Linked DNA regions of Bombyx mori: region 2 is linked to region 1. Evidence: chromatin contacts called from public Hi-C data. All regions are on one chromosome and are shown on one strand. Each heading gives the region's core, a stretch centred on a gene start, on an enhancer-like site or on the middle of the called end of the contact. The rest is flanking DNA. Distances are from core to core; before and after follow the strand shown.

What was found. Hi-C and Micro-C count contacts between places; a contact is called where the count stands out from the background.
Region 2: a contact with region 1 is called in a Hi-C map of midgut, with 4 times the contacts expected there. The contact joins the enhancer-like site here to the promoter of LOC101738734 in region 1. A contact is called at or near these places in 7 of 7 Hi-C or Micro-C datasets (middle silk gland, midgut, posterior silk gland and 2 more).

What each region holds. Positions count from the first base shown.
Region 1 is chr15:10,557,661-10,560,360 of ASM3026992v2, reverse strand. It overlaps LOC101738734 (zinc finger protein 704), which reads right to left and starts at 1,408. Exons shown (of 8, transcript XM_004924650.5): 1 at 681-1,408. The coding sequence starts at 1,055.
Region 2 is chr15:10,604,020-10,606,928 of ASM3026992v2, reverse strand. LOC101738734 (zinc finger protein 704) reads right to left here. Exons shown (of 8, transcript XM_004924650.5): 6 at 2,557-2,715; 7 at 1,784-1,871; 8 at 1-1,609. The coding sequence ends at 1,451. Among protein-coding and RNA genes, the nearest start is that of Tms1, 11 kb to the left of the region's middle. Within about 2 kb of position 1,373, at least 7 of the 8 cell types and tissues checked have open chromatin away from gene starts, as enhancers often do.

The sequences.
Region 1 (2,700 bases), core at 159-2,658:
AATTATTTATCGTTTGATATCCAATTGCTATGATATCGATGTTTTTGGATTATAAGTCGAATTTCACAGTTTAGGTACATAAGGAAGCTTAATACAGCAAGTAAAATGGATGACATGCCAATTATTCAGTGACGGATATTGCTAATTCGAGTTACGGTAAGCGTATAATGTTGTTTGTGGTTAAATTGAATAATCTTGGTAGCTCGGTAACAATGCATCAGATGCATTTAAGATGCGATGCGTCAGAACTACTTTGTCTACGCGTCAGAGGCTGCGTTGTGAGCTCGTTGCACGTGGAGCCGACGAGGTCAATAGCTTAGTGCATACGGCTCCTTTGCACCATTTATATGTTCACACTTGATGTCCATTCAACAGAATTAATAGGTCTTTGATATGTCCATCAAATATATTTTGAGATCATTTAATTTAGAATATGCAGTCACTTAAAACTTAAGATTTATTAATTTGATGCTTTCCCAAAGCAACTTCACGTTTTTTCGAATTTAATGTTAAGATCAGTAAGAAGGTCACTCATCACAAAAATCTCGGTAAACTGTTTAATAAGGGACTTTTTTGAATGATCAATGACTGCTCGCGTCGATGTCTTTTGTAAGGAGATTCGTGGAGAATGAAAAAAAGCATATTCTGGTTAATTCTTATTTACAAACATAGGTACAAACCTCGGCAGCGGGAGCGTGGACCTGGACGCGCAGTTCGTCGCTGTCGTGATCGTGGTGCAAGACGTCGGCCCGTACTTCACGCCCGTTGTACGTTAGAAAAACTCTTTGTCCAGGCTGCAGGCGAACGCCGGTCATACCTCGGAAGCCGGGCCCGATCAACTCGACATCTCGATATTCCCGAATCATTTTCCCCCCTTCAAAGCGCACCGTATAACGAGTGTTCGGCGTCAGGTTAATGCAGTTATTGTTTTCAGGGAAGGAGGACGGCGTCTTCACAGCCTGGATCATGCCCGAATAGTAGAGACCGTCGTCACCCAGAGCGGCGACTCTCGTCCCGATAATGGACCTCTTAGCCAATCGTTTTCCAGTGGACATGTTGCTTTACGTGCTCACTTATAACTACAGTCCTTCGCCAGCGGGTCTGGAGATGTCCGAGGACCCGCTTAATTTTTTACAGAACAAGTTCACTTAAATCTTAGATCGCCCGGCGTACGCGTTTCGCGGGATAACCGTCGAAGAACTTCGGGAAACTAGGTGAATTATGACACGATTCAGTACGATGCACACGGTCCGGCTCCTCAATAGGCCGGGGTTTGTTGCGGCTCTCGCACGGAAACATAATACGAGGGCAGGGTCCTCGAAGTTTAGGACAAAGGAAAATTCTTTCGCGGTACTAAACTTAGCGGCGAGCTCACAGCGAACGACCTCGATAAACGCGGTTCAGATGAGAACTGGCGTGCTTGCGGCGACACCGGCCGGCCGGCGAGAGGGAGCGGCGACCGCCCGTCTCCCTTCTTTGTTTTGATACTCAGCTGTTCGCGTGAAAGAGACGTTAATGTGATTGTTTGGTTGTACGAGAGAGAAGGGTTTTCGGCGGCCCTCGGGTCCTCCGAGTTCGGGCAGGCTTGCTATTTTGAGCGGGCGGGCGGGAGGGCAGAGGGCGGACGCCCACGGGCGACATTGAGGCGCGTCGGCCGGTTCGCACGTGGAGCCGTGGACCGCTAACGGGATTGCACAACGCACCTCTACGACGGACGCCGCGCCGCGCTGGTGCCCGCTACTGCTTCATACGTGACACAGTTTCTATTCGGATTCGGGGTCGATTCAAATGTCAAGCAGATGCATCCACTTATGCAACAATACGTACTTTTACAGCCACGCAATTTATTAGATAATTAGTACTGTTCGTTATTAAAGCTAATTCAATTGTAGCGAACTTGCTTTGTTTCTTTGTTTTCTGTATGTTTGATTCTATATGTTGTAAAGTGCATAAGTCGCATTGTCACAGCTACATAGTAAAATCGAGTTTTTCACAGATACTATTGTATACTACTACAGTTTTTGTTGGGTTTCTTATTATTATATCTATGTATTATGATTTCAGTAATTTTCATTTAATCATATTTAAAAAACACATTATTGTTTTAATTTAAATCTTTGTAACAATCGTACGACCGAAATTATATATTCTAACGCGTATAAAGTACGTATTTCTAACACATCTTTTAACTTTATCTTTTAAATTAGTCTATTATTGTTTATCAAGTTTACGGTCACAGACTGTTTTTGTTTATTTGATCAATGTAAATAACTTTGCGCAATTAGTTTATCTTATTTATTCGTAGACAATGATGTTCTGTTAATTGATTTGCTGAAAAACCCACAACAATTTCTGCTACGCATGATGAGGAATTTTTATAATAATGTGTAGTATAACAGTGACGTAGAATAAAACAATCCAAGATTTCAAAATACAATAATTATCGTAGTAGTCATTCTGTATTCATTATAATTTCTAACACCGTTGGGAAAATTGTAAGAATTTCTAAGAACAAAAAATATTTGTAAATAAACTATTGCAGTTTATCTAGCGAATGCCAAATAGGAATGATTTGCTTAGGCAAGGCTTTTGTTCAAATAAATGTCATACGTGCCTGTAATCGACCTGTCGACATACCTATATTCGGGGTTATTGTATTGATTGGAAGCCGTTTCTCAACTAACGTTACTATGATAGTAG
Region 2 (2,909 bases), core at 124-2,623, 47 kb before region 1:
TCATGCCTTTATATTGGCAATTATTTGCCTCTCATTGCCGTCAGTAACTACACTCGTCAAACCAATTTGATATGGAGGCGATTTTTACTAATATTAAATAAAAATCGATTCGTTACTCAGAATATATTACGTTACAAACGTATCGATATTAAAATTTCCTCCCTGTTGAGCTCTTAGCTTTGAACAAACATGCATCCGCCATTGTTCTTATTAAATCATTCGATTTAAACGCTAAGAGAATGTTTTAAAATAAAAACGATAGGATCGTAAAGTCTTATATTTCTGAGAACTAAGGCAAGCAATGCCAGTGATTTAGTGTTGTGATGTTACCTCCGATATCGTATGGAGCTCGAGGCCTGCGACGAGGGCGCTAGTCCTCTGAGTATTGTCTCCTTGTTCTGATACCATCGTCCTTGTATACGACACAGATATGTTTTTTTTTAATCTAAACATATTTTGTAGTCTTTTCGTCGAATCTGAGATAACTTACGAGACTAATAATTCATATATTATGTTTTTTTTTTTTAAATATTACCTAGTAATTCAGTCGATATTGTTAGTGATTTCCTATCACGGTACTGTTCTCGTTCAAGGTACTCGGATAGTACCCGCTCGAGTTCAATATTTTTACGAAACAACATATAAATTTAGGACACTGTGAAAACATGGTTTTGGCGATTTATTTTATAAGATTACATACAGCACATCCAAAAATTTGGACGGAATTACCTACTACCTACATAGCTACGGAAAATAACGATGACAATAAATTGAACTCTAGTATTATTTGAGATTGCAAAACAGTGATTTGAATCTGAAGTTAAATTAAAAATTATCAACAGCCTAAACATTTTTATAATTGTGACTGTTCCAAACTAATATATTTTATAATTTTTATTTAAAATTTCAGTTAATTTGGGGAACGGTTCATCATGTAATACGTATAATGTAGGTAAAAATGATAGTGATGCATCTAATTGGTAGTTGATAAGCAAGTCGCAAAACGATTGTTTCCACATTGTCAAATGTCAGTCTAAGCTTATATTTCTACTCTTAAATCTAATATTGACAGTCTCCAACCGAGAGCAATACACAATAACTTCTTGCAACGCGTATGAAAACTATAAAAGCGAATCTCCTGCGCTACAAAAATAAGTGGGCAATTTTCTATATATGCAGTCGTTACACCAGCAAACGTGGGATCAAAAATATGTCTCCTCAATATTTATTGTTAATACATTAAATTCATATCTGCTTCAAATAAAAAAAAACTAAAACTTTCATTTTATCATATTCACGCCAACACATAGAATTACGACCCGCACAAGTGTTTTTGCAGATTGCACATATGAAATCGAACGACTCTCCCGAGCGAGGCCTACGCGATCACGTAGTGACGTCAGTTGAGTGTTTGTATAGTGGCACGTGTGTACTGCCGTCGACGCACATGCTAGTCACCGAAACGAGTGCAAGCCTTCTTCCACTTGCATTGTGTGCACCAGAGATCGCGTTGATCCATCCCGTACACTTTCCTACACTTCTTATTGTCAGAGCGCGGTCGCCGACCGGGACTACCCGGAGACCCACCCGCTGTCAGTCGCATGTTTTTCTGTAAACGAAAAAACAGTGCTTAGATTTTAAGTAAAACATCAGATATTGTCTGAATTACAATTAGATAGCTGGAATATAATGACATTGAGCCATTGAAATTAAACAACAATTATCTTTTATTTGTATTATGCGGTTTTTTATTGTTGTGTTATTTAAGTAAATCAACGCTTACCGGTGAGTGAGAGTTGGACCAGGAATGCGTTCCGGGAATGCTAATGGGCCTCGCTAGACCGTTTTGCATTGTGGAGAGGAGTCCTTGCCTGTAAATGTCATTTATTCCGGTCAGAAGCTAACAAACAAGCAATGAATAAAAAAGTTGGAGAACAATCAATCTTTAAATGCAGAACAAATCACGATAGCGATAAAGCTTTGTGCGGTGTAATAAAAATCAAACCGATGATAGTTTAATACCTGTTTCGGTAACATCATAGCGCTGCCTTGTTTATTTCTTTCGCGAAACAGTAATGCTTTTCGTTTTGGAAGGTGGGGCAGCCGTTATAATTATATTTTTCGCGTTCAGATAGCAATGTCTATGTGCTATGGTAACAACTTAAAACCAGATGGGCCGTGAGCTCATTCACTCGACTATACAGTAAAAATAAATAGTAGTCTTACTGGTGGTAGGACCTCTTGTGAGTCCGCGCGGTTAGGTACCAGCACCTTGCCTATTTCTGCCGTGAAGCAGTAATGCGTTTCGGTTTGAAGGGCGGGGCAGCCGTTGTAACTATATTGAGACTTTAGAACTTATATCTCAAGGTGGGTGGCGCATTTGCGTTGTAGATGTCTATGGGCTCCAGTAACCACCTAACACCAGGTGGGCTGTGTGAGCTCGTCCACCCATCTAGCAATAAATAAATAAAGTTACTGTGAACCGGGTCACACACGCGGCTACATTACTATGAAATAAATGTTGAGTATGTTATGGACTGGTATAAAGTTAACTACCTAAAGGAACCAACTAGTTGCCTCTGATATTCAGGGTCCTCGTGTGGAGGGCGGCACATGTCTCGGTGGGAGAGGGTGGGTGGCGGCGCCGGAGCCACCACCTCGCGTTCTGTATAGTAGAACTCTTCTTCATGGTCACTATCGCCTTCTTTCTTTGGCCTGTAATAGCACATAACCGTTATTTATGTCGTATTTATTTTATAATTGAACAATTTTTTCAAATGTGGCTTAAATTTTGTAAGATATATTATGTCTTCAAAACTTCTGTATAAGATGCATATTTGGCTTACGTAAGTATGATCATGTATATGAATTTCGTGATAAACTCAAGCGGTTTCCCATTCGTCTTCGTC